Linked DNA regions of Pan troglodytes: region 1 is linked to region 2. Evidence: chromatin contacts called from public HiChIP or PLAC-seq data. All regions are on one chromosome and are shown on one strand. Each heading gives the region's core, a stretch centred on a gene start, on an enhancer-like site or on the middle of the called end of the contact. The rest is flanking DNA. Distances are from core to core; before and after follow the strand shown.

Region 1 (6,706 bases), core at 127-2,626, 220 kb after region 2:
GGGTAACAAGAGCAAAACTCCATCTCAAATAAAATAAAATAAAAACTTCCCTCAATTCTTCATCCCTAATTTTTCTCCATCATACTTATTACTCTCTAACATATTGTTCACCTTGCTTAATTTATGTTGTTTATTGTCCATCTCTCCCTACTTGAGTTCCATGAGAGCAGAGATTTTTATTTGTTCTATTCACAGCTGTATTCTCCAGGCCAAGAACAGTGCTGGCATATGGAAGTGGCTCAAAAGGTGATTTGTTGAATGAATAAAAAAAGAAATTCTCAGTTTGCTGCTACGTCTTCAGTACTCAACACTTGCTAAGCCCCTTTTAGGGGCTCAGTGACTTGGTAGATAAAAGTATCAAGTCAGAATTTATTAATATTAAATCGAAATGCTTTGCCTTCATTTTGCTTTCTGACTACTTTTTATTCAAGATACTGGATCTCACTCTTTTAACAAAATAATTTTTAATTTAATACATGTTTTTAAGTTTAAAAAGTGAGGTTCTTCTAAGAAAAGCCTTAAGAAATTATTATGCAACTAGCACAGGCACAGGGCAAAAATTGTGAATGTGGTATTTGAACGACTGAAGTTTAGGAACTCTCTTCGAATAGGGTTGCCAGATAAAATACAGGACACAGTTAAATTTGAACTTTCAATGAGTGATTTCGTTGTTGTTTTGCTGTAAGGATGTCCCAAATATTGCATTGGACACACACGAAAAATTATTCGTTATCTTAAATTCTATTTTAACTGGATATTATTTTTAATTTCTGCTAAATATGGCAACCCTATCTAGGAGAACAAATAAACTGCACCCGCTTGTCGCTTCAATTTCGATCTATTACAAACAGCTAATACAATTCTTGTCCTATCCACTAACTGCGTGGCTTTTATGCCCCAACAAATGTGTCCCTGTGGGCGGGTACTGAGGCCCGATATCCTAAAAACAAGGAGGCAAAGATACACAGTGCACTTTGCGAGGGGAAAGGCTCTCCTCGCAGCCCAGAAAGAGAGGCCGGCCGCATCAGACGCAGGCCATTCCGGGCCCAGCTCCTTTCCCAGCCTCTGTCGCCTGCGTGGCGGAGGCCAAGGCTTGGCAGCCGCTTTCCGGCCCTTACCAATGTTGCCTTCGATGGAGAGCCTTCGGGGCCCGCGCCCCGCGTGCAGGCCTCTGGAGGAGGAAACGCCCTCGAGTGGGCTCTTGGCCATGGAACTGAAGGGTGCTCGAAGCCGACTTAGAAAGAGGCGGCCCACGGCCATCCCACCCACGATTCGCACAGCTATCACTTCCGCCGAGAGCACTTCCGCCCTAGGTATCGCTGCTCACTCGCTCCAGCGTACCGTTGACGTAAGGAGATCGTCAGACAGGAAGTGGGTGGGGTTGAACATGCGACGGGGTGCGCCCAAGAGACCGCTCCGCTATCGCGATGTTTGTAAAGAAGCGTTGAGTGAAGGAAGTTTTGCAACGGTGCAGAATTTGATAGTAAAAGGAGTTGCGGTGCGAGTGGTTTTTGTTCATTGGACAAATAACATTTTAAAAGACGTAATTCTACAATCCAACCACCTCATTTTTGTATAACTTTAAAATAAATTTTATAACAAGACAAAATTAAAAATAGAAATTGTAATTTTAAGAGGGGATTCCCCCCCCCCGCCCAGGTGCTTGTTGTCTGGTTTTTATTTTAATATCGGAAGAAAATGGAAGTTTTAAAGTAGGAAAATGACTCAATCTGATGATTTACAGAAATTTAACTTTTTCCTATTCCCTGTAATTCCCTGCACAATGCTGGCATATTATTGACTAAATTAACAAATTAGATAATCAGTTACACCCCATCTCTTAGTTTGTGTCTTGAATAAGTAAATAAATGTTCGGTCAATCGATTTGCATTATACCCAAAAATCCCTTCAGGATAAGGTGGTGGTGGCTCAGGTATGTGACTGGAAATCGTTTAAACCTGTTAGGTTGGGTTCTTGGACGTAAGCAATGGCGAGTAGAAACTTGTATAAAACCTGAGTCCTGCTGTCGGTGAAGTGTGCTCTGCAGGAGGGCAGGGACCTAAGCTGCTGCCACAGGTGAAGCCGGACTGCCACACCCCGTCGTCATAACAACCTCAGAAGTAATGATTTACAAAATGTTGTCAAATGGTGCTTCCAGTTCCAATCGCTTAAATCACCAACAGTCAAAACCAGGAGTCAACAGGCCAAACCGGCCTTCAGGCAGCGCTCTTAGGTGTGGCAGGTTTTAGAAGACAAGGATCTGATTGCAAGGGGGCTGGGGAGGGGCCGGGGGCTGGGGAGGGGCTGGGGAGGGGCCGGGGGCTGGGATACCTGTCTTGAAGCTGTTCCCATAAAAAGCACGGGACCTTTTTCTTATGTTGATGTATATATAGGATGGCTGAGGTCATGTTTATATATTAAGAACGTTTTTTTAAATCGAATTTTTAAAGGATAACCAGGGTGGGGCGTTAATGGCTACTGGAGCGGCTAAAGTCCTACCCATTCCCATCTCCACTCCAGCAGCCACTTCTGTTAAAAAAAAAAAAAAAAAAAAAAAAACAAAAACTGCTTACATTTCTTTACCTATGTAAACTCAGACTTGGAAAATATTCATCCAAAAAAGCTTGAGAGGCTCTCTGTCTCGCCAGGATCTTGCTGCCTCAGGGGTGTTGTGAAAGTTAAATGAGGAAGTTGTCTGCAGGCAGGCATTAATCTCCTAAAAGCTACGAGGCAGGAAAATAGGGTCTGGAGACAGGGAACCTAAGGCCGATTCAGGCTGACTTCCTAGAACTAAATCAAAAGGAAAACCCCAACTTTCTAGCCCAAGTAACAAAAGGACCAGAAGCTAATCCCTCTTCTGGGTGGCAGATAAAAAATTGAAAGTACCTCTGACTGGTCCCCGCGGGCAATCAGTCAGGCTGGTGGCAGGCCAAGTCTTTAGTTGCATGGGGTATAACTTCGTAACTTTACTTCAGCCTCTGAGTGGTCCCCTCCTGCAACCAATCAGACTGATCGCTGGCCACTACTTCATTTACATAGGGTGTACACCAGGTAACCAATGGGAAACCTCTAGAAGGTATTTAAACCCCAGAAAATTCTGTAATTGCTGCTTGCTTGGGCCCTTCCTACCGCAAGGAGTGTTCTTTGATGTACAATAAATCTGTGCTTTTGTTGCTTCATTGTTTCCTTGCTTTGTACGTTTTGTCCAATTCTTTGTTCAAAATGCCAAGAACCTGGGCAACCTCCACCAGTAACAGAGCTCCTAAAAATTATTTTTAAAAATTTTATGGTGAAGTGGCCTGGCGCGGTGGCTCACGCCTGTAATCCCAGCACTTTGGGAGGCTGACGAGGGCGGATCACAAGGTCAGGAGATCAAGACCATCCTGGCTAACATGGTGAAACCCTGTCTCTACTAAAGAGAGAGAGAAAAAAAAAAGCGGAGTGTGGTGGTGGGCTCCTGTAGTCCCAGCTACTCAGGAGGCTGAGGCAGGAGAATGGCCTGAACCGGGGAGGCGGAGCTTGCAGTGAGCCGAGATCGCGCCACTGCGCTCCAGCCTGGGCGACAGAGCGAGACTCCGTCTCAAAAAAAAAAAAAAAAAAAAAAAAAAAAAAAAAAAAAAATTATGGTGAAGCATAGTATGTAGTGAGGAAAAGAGGATGTGTTGTAAGTGTACAGTTCAATGAAGTTTTCACAAATGGAATGACTGTTACCTGGATTCAGATCAAGAAACAGCATTATCCGCATCTCCAGAATCCCCCATATTCGTTGCCAGTTACTATCCCTCAAAGATAACCATTAGCCTGACTTCAACAGTAGAGATTAGTTTTGCGTTTTCTTTATATAAATGGAATTATATAGTAAATACTTCTTTTATTTAACATATCTGTGAGATTCATCCAGGTTGAATGTATTAGTTGTAGTTCACTCATTCTCATTGCTGTATAGTATTCCACAATGTCACTATACCACAATGTACTCGGAAGTTTCTAGATTTGAGCCATAATGAATAGTGTTGCGGTAAATATTCTTGTACATGTCTTCTGGTAAAAAGAAGTATGCATTTCTCTTGGGTGTATAAGTAAGACTGGAACTGCTGTGTGATAAGTTACATATATATGCTCAGCTTTGATAGATATTCCCAAATAGTAGATAGTTCCACAGTGTTTGTTCTAGTTGACATTGCCATCATCAGTGAGAGAGAGTTCTGGTTTTCCCACATTCTTACCAACAGTTGATATTGTCAGCTTTTTAAATTTTATCCATTTTGCTGTGTGTAATTATAACTTATTGTGGTTTTAATTTGCATTTTCCTGAAGATTAATGAAGTCAAACATCTTTTTGTATGTTTATTGGTCATTTCAGTATCCTCTGTTGAAGTCTTATGTCCATTTTTCTATTGGTTGTCTTTTGCTTGTCTTATTCTTCAAATATTCTGGATGAGTCCTTTGTGAATATTTTATCTCTGTGGTTTGCTTCTTTTCTTTTTTTTCTTTTCTTTTCTTGTGTTGAGACAGAGTCTCTTGCCCAGGCTGGAGTGCAGTGGGGCAACCTTGGCTCACTGCAACCTCCATCTCCTAGATTCAAGCGATTCTCATGCTTCAGCCTCCCAAGTAGCTGGGATTACAGGCATGTGCCATGCCCGACTAATTTTTTGTATTTTTAGTAGAGACGGGGTTTTGCTATGTTGGCCCGGCTGCTCTTAAGCTCCTGGCCTCAAGTTATCCACCCACCTCTGCCTCCCAAAGTGCTGGGATTACAGGTATGAGCCACAGCACCCAGCCTCTAAAAACATTCAAAATTTTTTTCATGTAGAGTGTAATGTAAGAAACGAAAATATCTTTTGCCTAAGTTGCCTGTCAGTTATCTTAATTCATTAGTAATAATCTTTCTACCCCCCTTTAGTTATCTATGCTTGTTTTGTTAAATGTTTTTTATTTATTTAGGTCCCAATTCCAAATTCCCAGAAGGGAGAATCTGATTGGCCCAGCTGTGTTCAGGTATCTACTCATGGTTCAATCAGCTGTGGCCAAGGAAGAGGGTTGGGGCCCCACTTTTGCACATGAGGAAGTACAATTAAGGGGATCTTCATGAGCAAAGAAGACACCCCAAAGAGGTGGTGATCAGTTCCTCTTCGAAGCAGTAAACAGGGAGTTTTCATCCCATTTGGGTGCTAGCCAGAAGACTGAAAGTAGTGGCATATCGGTGAGTAGAATTACCTCCCCCTTACCTGGGAGAACGAGGCCACTTCCTGCCCCTGGGCGATTTTGTCCTGGGCAAAATGTTGCCCTGCAAGAACTCTAGTCATTCAGCATCCATTCATTCATCCAATATTTGCTGAGCATCTACTGCATGCCAGACACTCTGCTTAGTCCTTGAAGTGCAGCTCTGAAGGATTTACTATTTTTCCAGTGTTTCTAAATGCTACTGTATACATAAAATACTGACCAATATTATATAAAATGTCATGCAGCCATTATAAAAGGGAGATAAACATACAAAAATGTGGCCCAAACTTTATTCTGCAGCCTGGATTTTTAGTCAGCTATATCTCACCTACTTTGAAGTTTTTATAATGTGCTGTATTGTGCTAAATCGATTTGGTTAAATTGGAAAGTACACTTCCAGAACACCCTACCAACAAGGCTCTGAGTTAGAGTTGGCCAAAAGAGGACCTGGGGTGAGATTTGGAAGGCAGAGTGGGAGTGTCAGCCATTCCTCTGTGGAAATCTTCTAGTCAAATGCTATGACAGACAGAGGTGCCCCGCAGATAGGTTTCACCTAGTCCTCCACCCATTTGTGACTCCTCTTGGAGTATCCCACAGTTCCTTGCAGACTTTCACTTTTCCAGCTCCTTCAGTCTTTGGGGAAAGTGTCATTCCTGTAATAAAGCCCTTATTCCCATAATACCCATAATGGCTCTGCTCCCCTGAATGAACTGTATTGATACACCTAATCATAAAGGGAGACGTATCAAAAGGTGGTTAACAGTGTGGGCTCTGGATTCCAGTGACCTGGGGGTGAGGATTAAGAGAGAGAATCCACCTGCCACACCTGCCACACAGTTACCACCCAATAGACATTATATAACACATAATAAGTAATGGCTGCCTTCGTAGGCCCTCAGTGCCTGGGACATTGTTTCTCTCTCTCTCTGATAGGGTCTCGCTTGTCAGAGGCTGGTTTGAATTAGGCTCAAAGGATCTTCCCACTCCAGCGTCCCAAGTAGCTGGGATTACTGGTGTGAACCATCACACCTGACTTTTGTCGATCTTTAATAGACTTCCAGTTGGATTTCCACTTTCCTCAAGCCACTGTCCCTGTCTCTATCAGTGGATAACTCCATATCCATTGAAGAATCTAGGACAGCATTTTTTAAACTTGAAATAGAGTAAGACTGGAGTAGGGGTGGAAGGATGGGGAAGGGAGGTCAGATGGGTGCGGGGGGTTTGTGGGAACGGTCTGGGCAGCCTGCCCTTCTCCATGTGGAGGTCAGGATGCCCCTCTATAGCGCAGTGTCAGTGCCCTACATCTCAGATCGCTCCCGCCTCCTCCTGTGCCTTCTCTTCCGGCAACCAGAGCCTGCAGCTCTTCTTTGGAGGAGGCCTTTGCCGATACAGGTGGAAAGCCTAGGACTTCAGTCCTCCAAGGGAGCGCCCTCACCAACCACTGGCAGGTGGGACTGTGAAAGCCTGGCTCCCTGTCCTT
Region 2 (6,738 bases), core at 535-3,034:
GGTTACAAGTGACAAACCCATTAAACTGCCTTCAGTGCTCATTTCCAGCATTGCTGGTTTCCAGCTGTACAAAGTCAAACATTTGTCTCCTTTTATCTGTTTTCTTCTTTGTCTTGCTTCATTTCCAAAGTAGTTCTCCCTGCATGGTTGCAAAGATGGTTGCCAGCAACTCCAGCCTTTCTACCAGCTTAGCAACATAGAGGAAAAAGATCAATGTCTGGGAACAACAGACACTGGGGAATACAAGACTGGGGAAGGAGGAAGGGGGCAAGGGTTGAAACTACCTATTGGGTACTATGCTCATTACCTGAAGGACGGATTTGTTCATACTCCAAACCTCAGCACCATGCAATATACCTCTGTAACAAGCCTGCATATATACCCCCGATTCTAAAATAGAAGTTGCAAAAGGAAGTCCCTCTACCAATTCTCATTGGTCTGGCTCAGACCATGGGGCCGACCCTAAACCAGTCTCTGATTAGCCAGACTTGGGTCCTGTTTCCATTCCTAGAGCTGGGGATAGGTGCGCCTCATCTAAACCATGCTGTCTTCACCATTACTACCCTGCTTGAGAAAAAAATTTTTTGACAGTTTAAATTGCATCATTGACAGCAATGAAGAAAACTTAGCAAATCATCTCTAAACATTTTAAAAGAATGAAGCAGAAAATGTAAGACAGGCTAGTAATTGATCCAAAGGAGAAATTCTGAAGGCCAGAACATAGGAGTCAGTTAATACTGTAATAAATAAATTAGACAATATCCATATATAACAACTATAGGTCCAATCCATCCAAGTGCAACGCTGAAGGGACGTATTGATTGCATAGGCCAGAATGTTGGCAAAAAGCTGGTAAATCCTGCAGGGTGCCACCAGACCGCGTGCTCCAAACAAATAACAGCTAGAGAGAGGAGAGGCTTGGTTGAATTTCGGCCTTGACTGGTCTGAAGACTCCAGAGGCGGGACGAATTTGCGGACAGTTCTACCCCATCCCACATGGCGTCAGCTTCCCTTCCATTCTCGTGACTCCATGGTCCATGGCTCCAACCTGGGCCTCTGTTAGGCTGTATCCTGTGGCACCTTAAACTCAGGCAAATTAAAAACTGTTCGTGGACTCTGCTCAGCCCCCACCTAACCCTCCATCCAAGTCATTGTCCAAGCCAGAAACTGGAGTCATCTCAGATACCTTCCCACCCACACCTCCACATGCAGTCGCTCGATTCCATTCACCTCCCAAGTGTCTCAGTTCATTCTTCCATCCCTCCCGCCACTGGTTTAGTTAGGCCCCTCCATTCTCACCTGGACCATCGCGGTACCCTCGGAGCTTCTGACTGTGTCTCTGGTTGCAGCCCCTACACGCTCTCTTCCTTACAGGAGCGGAGCGATCTTTCTCAAGCGCGAATCAAATCCTTCCACGAGTCCCCGCACCTGGAGCGAAGGCCAAACTCCTCAGCTTAGAAGCTAGACTGCCAGAGTAGGGAGTGGGAATGGAAAAGTACATCAGGGGCACGAGGCGTATTCGGATGAGGGAAGGCCAGTATGGGGCGCCGAGACCTTGGAGTGTTTCTGAGCTGAGGAGGAATGAGACTTTCACGCGGGCAAGGGGACCCTATCCATGAAACAGGCCCTGGGGAGACTGAAGGAGAGCGGCGCGAGCGAAGGCAGAGGGCGGGGCCCCGAGGCCGGCAGGCGCTGCAGTGTCGGGGGTGGCGAGTCAGCCAGGGCCAGGGGATGGCGGGGTGGGGCCGGAGCCAGGCGACCGGAGGCCTCCGGGGCGGGGCCGGGAGGCTGACGGCCTCCGGGCGGCAGGGGGCGGCCTCTCCCACGGCGGCGGCTCTCGGTCCCCCGCTCCGCGTCTTTCGGGCATACAGTGACCTCGGGCGGCGGGTCACGTCGGCCGGGCATGGCTGCATGGAGCCCGGCCGCGGCAGCGCCTCTCCTCCGCGGGATCCGCGGGGTGAGCGTGGGCAGGGTCGGGGCTGCTCTCCCCGGGACGGGAGCTGCGGAGGGACCGCGGGGCCGGCGGCTGTCGGGGCTTGAGGACTGGCTCCCGGAGGGCGCGCGCGGCACTGGCAATGGGGGGCTCCTCTTCCTTTCTCTCATTCATTCTTTCATTCATTCATTCACTCAGCGACAACGGCATTCGAAATTTCAAGCTCTGGCGCGCTCTAGGGGAGCTCCCGAGCTGGGTGGAGGTTGGAGGTCAGGCGGACAGACACATGAACAGTCATAATACTGCGGGCACAGGAAAAAAAAAGGATTGATTTACCGAGCAGAAGACAGGAGTCATAGCTCAGAGTCAAGGCGTGGGTGCGAGGGACTGCAGCGGGGCCGGGGCCTTGGGAAGGTCGACTGGGCCTCTGACCTTGATCCTCCTCCAAATCCCACACTACCGGAGCAGAACCCAAGCAGGGGGCACTTCCCACGCGCTCTCCTAATCTCTCCCCCTTTCTGAACCATCCTTTGCTTCAGTTCATACCATTCTTTCTCTTAACTTTCATTTTCCTTCTCCCCTGGTTCTGAACCTGCCTGCCCTGTGCATGAAGAGAAGTTCTTCCACTGCGGTGACTTTCAGCGTGGACAGTGATCATCTGGGGATGTCAGTTGATTGTTCCACTAAAGGCCGCTGCCCACAGATCCGCTAAGATGAAAGGCTTCTCCCAAGGATTCTGCAACCCTCACCTCTCTCACCCCTTAGTAGCTGCCGATTCTGTCTGCCATCTGGTTACTCTCTGCCTTTACCCTCAAGGTTCTGCCCCCAGAAGCAGCTCCACCCCACCCTCACTCCTGGCAATCCTGTCCAGCCTCTCAACATCGAGTTTCTGTCCCTCCACACAGCAGGCAGATAATCACACTCTGGACCTTTCTCCTGTCCTGCATTTCTGTCCCTAATTGACTAGTTCTTCCCCTGCTCATTCATTCATCCAGCACCAAGTGCCTCTGAGGGCCTGCCCTGGGGTCAGCTCTGGGATGCTGCCGGACTCATTCCTGGCCTATAAGACCAGTGGTGAGAGAGCCAGTGCACAGCTCATTTTAAAGGAGGTGCTCTGAGATTCTGTGACACAGGACCCTGCTCTGAGCTATCAGGAAGGACTGAGGGGTACAGGGGTGGGACCTTCAGCACCAGCACCCATGAACGGCCCTAGCGTCCTCCAACCTGTCATCCACGTCTAGTCAGGGACCAGTGCCCGGTGCTTCCATCATTGTAATGCCTCTTACTTGGGCATCTCTCCTGACTCGCTCCAGAAGGCACTGTTTCCTGCAGGTTACTTTGGTCCCATGAGCCTGGGTTCCATCACCTGGAGTCCCATCTCCTGTCCGATACAGTCCACAATCTTTAGCCTGGCATTCAAGGCCTGCCACACTCCATTCCCAGTCTGCCTTTTCAGCATGCACTCAGCCCAGCCAAGTGACTGCCGACCTGCTTTTCTGCTCCTTCACTACTAACTGTTGAGACGTGTTCCATCAGAAACATGGGCTCCCCTGGCCGGGCGTGGTGGCTCGTGCCTGTAATCCTAGAATTTTGGGAGGTTGAGGTGGGTGGATCACCTGAGGTCAGGGGTTTGAGACCAGCCTGGCCAACATGGTGAAACCTCGTCTCTACTAAAAATACAAAAATTTGCCGAGCGTGGTGGTGGGTGCCTGGAATCCCAGCTACTCAGGAGGCTGGGGCAGGAGAATCGCTTGAACCCGGGAGGTGGAAGTTGCAGTGAGCTGAGATTGTGCCACTGCACTCCAGCCTGGGTAACAGAGCAAAACTCTTGTCTCAAAAAAAAAAAAAAAGGAGACACAAACACAGGTTCCCCCATGGTAGCCATTGGGGAAGGGGTGTTGTTGCCAATGGTAAACAACCTACAGATATTCCTTCTTCAGTTTCTTTCATAGAATTCTGACTTTGCTCCCAGTGAGAAGGAGTGCATGATGAAGGATAGCTGGCTAATTGAGCAGTGGGCTGTGAGGTCACATCCCACTGGGGAGGGCGAGACATGTTAATCAGGCCTAAAGGCGAGGGAGTGTGGAATTTGGCCCCACCATCCAGGGCAGTGGATGGCCTAGTGGTATGGATCTGAGGCAGGCTGTCCAGCTTTTCTGTATCTTACCGAATTCAACCTTGGGCACATTACTGTGTGCCTCAGTTTCCTTACCTATCAAACTATCGGCATAATAGTGTCACAACATTATATGGAAGCAAACATCTCTTGAATTAGGTTTGGGGCCTCTTGTCTCTGGAGTCAAATTGAGTTATCAACAATCATCCTGTCCCTGCCAATAAAAGTTTATTCTGTGTTTTGGGACTTACATGGACTCCTGATACCACAGAGCCCCTCTGACATAACCCATGGCTGTGCTGGCGAGGGCTCAGGGGCCTGCCTTGCAGGGGGAATGGCAGGCGGGCCTGCACAGTGGCCCAGCTCAGGGGCAACAGCATCTTCCTCTGCCCTGACCTTCCTCTCTGTTCTGTGGCAGCTTCCACTTCACCATCGGATGTTTGCCACTCAGACTGAGGGGGAGCTCAGAGTGACCCAAATTCTCAAAGAAAAGTTTCCACGAGCTACAGCTATAAAAGTCACTGACATTTCAGGTAAGGTTTCTCTCACTCTTCCTACGGTGCTTGGATAAGATTTTGCCCTTTGGAAGGACAGAGGGTCAGGGGCTTGGAGGAGGGGGCTTGCTGCTGGTGAGTGGCTTCTCAAGATGTGTTGCTGCTGGACAGGTGGAGCTCGGCTGCCCCCACCTCATGGGATGGCAGTCAGGATTCAGAAATATCAGAGGGAAACTGAGGACAAGGCGCAGCTGGGAGGACTCAAGGTTGCCAGCCTGGCTCAGCTCAGACAAGGTCCCTCTCAGTCACCCTAGAGCTGAGGTCCACAGTCTGTCATTTGACTTTGAATAGGTTTTGCTTTAATTTTCCCCCATTCTTCTGACACCCTAGGATATCAGAGCTGGAGTGGACCCCAGAAAGATTTTCTTCAGCTGCCTTACTTTCGCTAAGAGGAAATGAGCCCAGAGAGGCCAAAGGAATTGCCTAGCTCCTCATAGGGAAGAGACAGTGGAACTGGAACCAGAACCGGGACTCAGGGGAGACTCTGTCCTAAGCCCAGTTACCAGCCCCAGCCAAGCGCTGTCCTTCTCAGGTGGCCACTGGCACCTAGAAGTTCAGGCTGGCAGTGTGTTAGGAGCAGGCTGGAGAAGCAACTTCTGCATCCACAGGATGGGGAAGATAGGCCCTTTATCCACACACACACACACCCACACACACAGAACGGCCCGTGGCGTGGGCCGCTGGATAGGCATCAGTCTGAATCTCTCCATACCGAGAGGCAGCCTTTGCCACTCAGCATTGCCATGAGGGCTCACTGACTTTACTGAGAACATAACATTTCCAAGGATTGAGGAGAAAGTTTAGAAAGTAGATTTTATTCTGGAAACCACAGGAAATAAATCAATCTAAAGATCTGCTGGGGTTTTGGAGCAGTGGCTCATGCCTGTAATCCCAGCACTTTGAGAGGCTGAGGCAGGTGGATCATGAGGTCAGGAGTTCAAGACCAGCCTGGCCAACATGGTGAAACCCCCCCCCGTCTCTACTAAAAATACAAAAATTAACTGGGCGTGATGGCACACGCCTGTAGTCCCAGCTACTCAAGAGTCTGAGGCAGGAGACTTGCTTGAACCCGGGAGGCAGAGGCTGCAGTGAGCCAAGATCATGCCACTGCACTCCAGCCTGGGTGACAGAGCGAGACTGTGTCTCAAAAAAAAAAAAAAAAAAAAAAAAAAAAATCTGCTGGGGCCAGGCACGGTGGCTCATGTCTGTAATCCCAGCACTTTGGGAGGCTGAGGCAGGTGGATCACCTGAGGTCAGGAGTTCGAGACCAGCCTGGCCAACATGGTGAAACCCCATCTCAACCAGAAATACAAAAAAAAAAAAAAAAAAATTAGCCGGGCATGGCAGCAGGCACCTGTAATCCCAGCTACTCAGGAGGCTGAGGCAGGAGAATCGCTTGAACCTGGGAGGCAGAGGTTGCAGTGAGCTGAGATTGCACCACTGCACTCCAGCCTGGGCGACAAGAGCGAAACTCTGTCTCAAAAAAAAAAAAAAAAATCTGCTGGAATGGTACATCAGGTGAGGGCTCTGCAGGAGTCTTGGGGCAATGCTGAGGCCTTGATGTTACCAGGTCCTGAACTTGCCCCAGGCCCAGGGCAGAGTTAAAGCTTGACTCAGCTGTGGCTCTGCGCAGTCCTGGACAGAGTGCAGAAGGGGAGTTGAGGCTGAGAACCTGGGTTTAACCAAAACTTGGACTCCTAGAGCACATTATAAGAAAAACAGAACAGGCCAGGCGCGGTGGCTTACGCCTGTAATCCCAGCACTTTGGGAGGCCGAGGCGGGTGGATCACGAGGTCAGGAGATCGAGACCATCCTGGCTAACACGGTGAAACCCCGTCTCTACTAAAAATACAAAAAAAATTTAGGTGGGCATGATGGTGTGTGCCTATAGTCCCAGCTACTCAGGAGGCTGAGGCAGGAGAATGGTGTGAACCTGGGAGGTGGAGCTTGCAGTGAGCCCAGATCGTGCCACTGCACTCCAGCCTGGGCAACAGAGCGAGACTCCATCTCAAAAAAAAAAAGAAGCAGAGCAAAGCCTGTTGAGTGCGTTGCACCTCTCATACAATGGCCTGGCTCTGTAAATCATGCAGGGGACATATTCTTGCCCATGTTATTTCATGCTAGAGCTGTGTGTT

Evidence for each region. HiChIP or PLAC-seq counts read pairs in DNA pulled down with a chosen protein or histone mark.
Region 1: an H3K4me3 HiChIP or PLAC-seq map of stem cell-derived excitatory neurons shows a contact between it and region 2, with 6 times the contacts expected there. The contact joins the promoter of DGUOK here to the promoter of BOLA3 in region 2. A contact is called at or near these places in 1 of 7 Hi-C or Micro-C datasets (stem cell-derived neural progenitor cells) and 1 of 1 datasets of contacts at active chromatin or transcription factors (stem cell-derived excitatory neurons).

What each region holds. Positions count from the first base shown.
Region 1 is chr12:48,825,000-48,831,705 of NHGRI_mPanTro3-v2.0_pri, forward strand. It overlaps DGUOK (deoxyguanosine kinase), which reads right to left and starts at 1,377. Exons shown (of 6, transcript XM_016948806.4): 1 at 1,119-1,377.
Region 2 is chr12:48,605,718-48,612,455 of NHGRI_mPanTro3-v2.0_pri, forward strand. BOLA3 (bolA family member 3) reads left to right here and starts at 1,785. Exons shown (of 3, transcript XM_001153666.7): 1 at 1,785-1,957; 2 at 4,468-4,582. The coding sequence starts at 1,904. LOC104005038 (a long non-coding RNA gene) reads right to left here and starts at 1,797. Exons shown (of 2, transcript XR_678174.5): 1 at 1,300-1,797; 2 at 1-1,080.